Regions from separate parts of the Zea mays genome. Here region 2 is linked to region 1. The links are chromatin contacts, called in public Hi-C maps. All regions are on one chromosome and are shown on one strand. Each heading gives the region's core, a stretch centred on a gene start, on an enhancer-like site or on the middle of the called end of the contact. The rest is flanking DNA. Distances are from core to core; before and after follow the strand shown.

Region 1 (3,076 bases), core at 283-2,782:
TAATAGTATATTGATACACAACTCTCTTGTCTGTTCGAGAAAAAAAATGTCATGATATGTAGCCTCTTTTTATTTGGCTTGGTACTGAAATATCAATAATTTAATGTAAGTTTAAGCCAGAAACATTATTAATAATTTTCTTGAGATACAAATTCTGGAATAGTGTTGTTTTTTAGAGAAGTATTCTACGTAACAATGTAGATCCAGGGAGAAAGTAACTTCTCTGTAGCCTGTGTAAAAGTTCAACTAAACATTGTGCTCAACTTACAGAATAAATATGTGGCAGCAAACAAAATTGAAGAAGCTAGAAGGGTTCAACCATTTGAAAAAAAATGATATATGTACTATATTCTTAAATTTTGGTTAAGTTTTTCCTGGATAATAGTTAGGGATGAAAACGGTCGGAAACAATATCTATTCGGTAATCAGTTTTTTCTTTGATTGCGAATAAATAGGATATAGAATATACAATACAAATTTGTATTCTTATTTTTAATATCCAACTTGTTAAGATTCATAAAAGGTAAACCTCAAATTCATCCTACATTTTCTCAAATAATAGATATAAACTTCGGTATGGATTCGGAAACAAATTCGGTAATTTTTTCAACTTTTTGTGTTGTAGAGAACAAATAATACATAAAACAACTTATATAATATTTTATTCATATTTGTACTAATGTGCTTGATAACATAAGAAAAGATCAACATCAAATTTTATACATATCTATTTTAAAATATTAAATTTGTTCTAACAGTTCGGATTACCACTTTCATCCCTAATAATAGTGTTGTTTAGATCTCAGAAGGGTAGAATTCTAGACTTCCATGTTCTCTTGGGGCCTGTGTCCAACAAAGTTCTATTCTATCTGCCGATACATTGCTGAATAAAAAATCCAGTATGTCACGATAACACTAAAAGGGGCTGATAATTGAGATGGATTGGCCCAATTTATTCGTTGATCAGAGAATGCTATATCTATTTTTTTTTTCATATCTTTATTCTCTGTCCATTAGTTTTTGTAAGTGCTTTGAATAAGTAACCCTACCCTTTCTGGTCCAATAAAAGATTCTCTTTCTCTAATTAAGGGAAGGCCACATATAGGCATATATATGTTCAAATGTCTGTTAACTTCTACCGAGTATGATATCATACTAGTTAGAAGGTTCTGATCAATATGAAAGAAATAGAACTGAAGGTAGTAGTGAAGACTGACCCACTTCTTATGGACTGCGCATGCAAGAGAATCTTTTTATGAAGATTGGACGCGTAGGAAAAGAAATAAAAAGTTCGCCATCTTCCCCAGCAAAGCTGAGGTTCTGGTTACTCCTCTCCCAACAACTTGTAACACATTGGGGAATTAATGGAGGCTGGAGCAATGACACCTCTTGCTCTTACTCATATGGCTTCCTCCGTCCTATACAGAATTGCCAACTTGTTCTGTAACCCCACATCTACTTGGTATTATTCGATGCTAGCTCCCTCTATATAAAGAGCACTCGCTCCTTGATCCAAACAGACACAGGCAGCAGCCATTGCTTGCCCTGCATCTCTCCTAGCTAGGTGTCTTCTCTTGCTGAGTGAAGATAAAACAATGGGTTCGTCCTGGACCGAGAGTCAAAACAATCTCTTCGAGCGTGCGCTGGCAGTATATGACAAGGACACACCAGACCGCTGGCACAACGTTGCGCGGGCAGTCGGCTGCGGCAAGACAGCCGAGGACGTGAAGAGGCACTACAAGTACCTGAAGACGGACGTGAAGCACATCGAAACCGAAGAAGGCGGCCGAGGATCCCAGTCCAGCAGCCCTGCTGGTGCTGGTGCTGGTGGCAGTGGAAGCAGCAGCAGCAGTTCTTGGGGCAGGGACAACGGTGACAAGAGGTAGTAGAGTGTAATGCATTGCTCTCTCTAGCATCTATCTCTGCTCGATCTATAAGCCATTGCATTGCATCGTACATCCTCTTACTGCGCTGTCTAGCACGCTAGCCTTTGGTACGTGCAGTATAACTGTTGCTTCTGTTTTCTTGATGTATTCGTTACTCACTTACTCTTCGTTCCATTGTCCACCTGGACTATCTTTTTCTAGATCCCTCTAATCTTCAGCATGCCTTTTTTCTAGCTTGTTCCTTCTGTTCCCCCCTTCACTCGCCTTTTAAACTGTGTGCATGCATGGGCTTGACTATTGACTATCATTGTCATATGCTTTCACATATAAAACCCCCACCATATAAAACCCTATTAATTACCTTAAGACCTTATTCGGTTGTACTAGATCAAAAGGGATTAAGGACGAGTAAATATATTTTTATTCAATTTTAACTAGCAAGAGATTTAATCCCCTTCAATCTATTCCTAATAACCGAACAAAGCTCTAGAGGCGTTGTGCTTATGACATGTTATAGGTGGGGGGCTCTTTAATTTTAACTAGTGGTTTCTTCTGTTGTGTTGCATGAGAGTGCATATACCGAAACTAGCTTTCACATCTTTGCAATATTCGGCCAAGGGATAGCAGTGACCCGTCGTTGTGGTTCCTTGTTTCAGGATGACGAGGCACCCCAACCAGCCGCAGTGAAGTGGATGTGATCTTGGAGAGAGCCTTATCTCTAGAGCCTAGAGCAGCAATAGGTCCACATAAGAAACAAACAAACAAACAAAAAAGGAGACATGATGATTGGTGCGCTCTCTAGAGATGTTAACTAAGGGGGTGTTTGGTTTCTAGGGACTAATTTTTAGTTCCTACATTTTATTCCATTTTAGTTGCAAAATTGCTAAATATAGAAACTAAAATTCTATTCTAGTTTCTAAATTTGGCAATTTATAGTCTAAAATGGAATAAAATAATGGGACTAAACATTAGTCCCTACAAACCAAACACCCCCTACCTATGCTATTTCGTGGCTTCCATTCCATCCAAGTGTACGTCGTCGTCAGGCCGGTTTGCTGTATTCTGCTACCTGGTAGCGTTTGCGTGCTATATATGCTACGGTGAAAGTGAAATAAATCTGTGGTTCCTTGTGTGTGTGTGTGGCTCAGGCATGCATGCATTCCGTTTGCCGCCATTATTTGCTGATTCTG
Region 2 (3,076 bases), core at 403-2,902, 280 kb after region 1:
CGTCAATGAAAACTACTGCACAAAAAATTAAAAGAGCACTCCCTCAATCCTAAAATAGATGTTCATTAAATTTGTCGTGAAATCAAAATTTTATAAATTTGATAAAGTATATAACAAATAATATTAATATTTGTATCTTCAAACAAGTTTATGATTAAAGTATATTTTATAACTAATCTAATAGTAGTTACTAATAGGCCTTGTAAGTATTGGTATTATTATATATATTTAATCAAATTTAGAAAGAAAAAAAAGTTTATACTAAAACTACAGCAAGTGAAAGAAATGCATGCTGCCACATGTTTCTGAGTTGATAATAGTTCATCAAAAGAAACACTAGTTTCCTCAAGGCTATAAATGTGCCAGACCGTCGATCTTACGCTGTAAATGTACCTTTGATAATATTAACCATATATGCTACTAAACAACCATTGTTGATGACAAAAAAATAGCAATCAAGGAGACATATATAGTGCAGAGATCAACAAAGAGGAGTGAGCTGCCTACACGCATGTACACACACAAACACACAAAAGGATCGATTGGGAAGCAAGACATGCATGAATTAACGAACCAGAAAAAATATCACACAACTGCTAGCCTAATTAATGATATCTGGTATATAACTATATATAGGCCTTACGAAATCTTGACGAACAGAAAACATAGGGGGGGAGGAGGAGAAGTGAACCAGGGATGCAAGGAATTGTACTACCGCGCGCGTGTGACAGACGGCTAGGGCTCATGTATATGTATATTGGTCAGATCCCATGTCCTGGGCCTGGGGAGACCGGGAGATGCATGCATGAATTATATGTATGCACAGGAGGGATAGATGCCAGATAATGAGGTAATCACAAATTAAGAACAAACTTCTTGTGCGACGAGGGATAGATGCCAGATCATGGTACGTACCTTGAGCCAGTCCGAGTCCAGGCAGATGTGCATCGGCGGTGCCCCGGCCATCATCAGAATACGTCGGTCACTAGCCGAGTACCCTAGCCAAACGTGACGATCGCCGTGGTCTGTTCTGCCAAGCAGATCGACGAGCCACACGCAAAACCTAGCTAGCTAGACACACACAACACACCACGCGGACACACCCCCACAAAACTGTGCAGCCGGTAGCTAGTTCATTACCCTGATCGTCATATATACTATAGAACTGGCCTTCTTCCTCTCTGCCGGTGCCTTTGCCTTGCCGACTAATTGGAAGGTAGCGAGGACAGGGCCACCGAGCGATGATGTGCAGAGCAAATAAACATAGACTGAAGGAAAGAACGGATGAGATAATAGTGCGTGGTGCGAAGGAGGGGGCTAGCTAGAAGAAGCTAGAGCAGAGGAAGAGAGGAATCTGGTGGTGCCGCCGGTTGGTGGAGAGATGCGAGCGAGAGAGCTCTGGGAGATGTCAATAAGAAGGAAGGAAAAGTTGCGCGCCCGACCCCAACCCCGAGTGATAGATAGATCGCTATTCGCTACGAGAGAGAGAGAGAGAGAGAGAGAGAGAGAGAGAGAGAGAGCGCGCACAAGGGCCGGGGTGGCCCACGGTGTCGGGGCCAGAAGCGCCCGGCACTCCGGCAGCGTGGTGAACGGAGGAGACGCGTCCGGGACCGGGAGGGGAGCCTAGGACCTGGGTGGGAGCGGGGAGCCGGGGAGTAGAGAGCCGGAGGCCGGAAGAGAAGAGTGGAAGGCGGGCGGGTCGGCCTAGCTCGTCGCGTCGGCTTCCCCACGCCACACTGCCGCGGTCCCCGCAGCCCCATGCCATGGGCCCGCCGCCGGCTCGCGTCCCGAGGCGTGCGCGGCTGTCGGTCCGTCCTGGCTCGGCGGCCTTCACTTCACCAGCCTACTACTCCGGCTCGGCTAGGGCCCTACGCTGCTGGCTGGCTCTCATCATCTAGTACTACCAGTCACACTTTGGCGGTCTAGCGGTGTGTAGTATGTGTGTTTGGAGACTTTGGTCAAACTTTGCCATGTGGACCGAGTGGACGCTGCGTGCGGCGTGCCTGCGTCTGCTACCGCGCGCTAGGCGCTACTAGCAACCTGCACTTGCTGCTGGTAGTAGCGTGTGAGCTTTGAATTGAAATGATCTTTGGCACACACGATCCATTCTCCCAAAATGTGTGCTATTTATTTTATTTTATTTTATTTTTCCGAACGACGCTTTCCTAAAAAAATTACTTGTACTTCATTTGGTAATATTTTCTTTTCATGACATTTATGCCATGCTACTACAGTTTGTACCCTAAAATAAGATGTCAAATCATTCAAAAAAATGTTTTAAATTATTATAGAAGACCGAGGGTAGAGTGACATTATCATTAATGCATGCATGTGGCATTGTGACCAACTTAAATCAGGGGCCGCAGCTGTTTCCACTAATTCCCTAGCTGAAAAGAGCTACTACAATGACAAACTGACGTAGTGACGTCGCATATATCATGGTCATGCGTAGCCATGACGATACCATCCCGGCCACGTGGAATATTTCGGTCCCTGTGAGGAATAGGCTAGAAAACCGAAAGCACACTACAATTTGGGGGGCCCTGGGCCCATGCGTTGCAGGTTCGTCTTCACCCCGATCGGCCCGGGCGCCTCTCCGTCCGTCGTCGTCGGTCATCCTATTCTAAATAAAAATATACATACTACGTAGTACAGAATTTCACCTGGACTACGGCGGTCTAGGTACGTGTATGTATGGCGCCGGGCGGGCGGTGGTATGTATGGTCTCGGGGCGGGGCCGTTCAAAAGCATGCTTTCGGAGGTTCGAAAGGCATGTAGTAGCAAAGAAGAGACAAGGATAGCAGAGCCGAAGCATCTCTCCCTTTCCTGATTCAAAATTTTGTCCCGCTTTTGCGCTTTAGCTTGGCCTTTTGCGAGCTCGCCGTCCGCAAGCAAGGTATCCATTCGCATTCCCTACTAGTGCTAGCTCGCTCGCCAGATCAGTCATCCTCTGCGGCCACTGGTCGTCGTCGTCGGTCGACTTGTTGTCTCTGGTTCTGGCCACCAGATGCATGCATGGGCTCGTCGCGCATGCCCGTCGCCGTCAGGCGTTTCGGCGCTCTCCTTCGATCCTGCT

Evidence for each region. A called contact is a pair of places that touch in the nucleus more often than the background predicts.
Region 2: a contact with region 1 is called in a Hi-C map of bundle sheath, with 2.2 times the contacts expected there. The contact joins the promoter of LOC100216759 here to the promoter of LOC100284980 in region 1. A contact is called at or near these places in 4 of 25 Hi-C or Micro-C datasets (bundle sheath, ear, leaf and 1 more).

Annotation. Positions count from the first base shown.
Region 1 is chr5:209,203,393-209,206,468 of Zm-B73-REFERENCE-NAM-5.0, forward strand. LOC100284980 reads left to right here and starts at 1,533. Exons shown (of 2, transcript NM_001366709.1): 1 at 1,533-1,882; 2 at 2,543-3,016. The coding sequence starts at 1,596. The coding sequence ends at 2,573.
Region 2 is chr5:209,486,655-209,489,730 of Zm-B73-REFERENCE-NAM-5.0, forward strand. LOC100216759 (Dof zinc finger protein DOF2.1) reads right to left here and starts at 1,653. Exons shown (of 2, transcript NM_001143160.1): 1 at 916-1,653. The coding sequence starts at 969.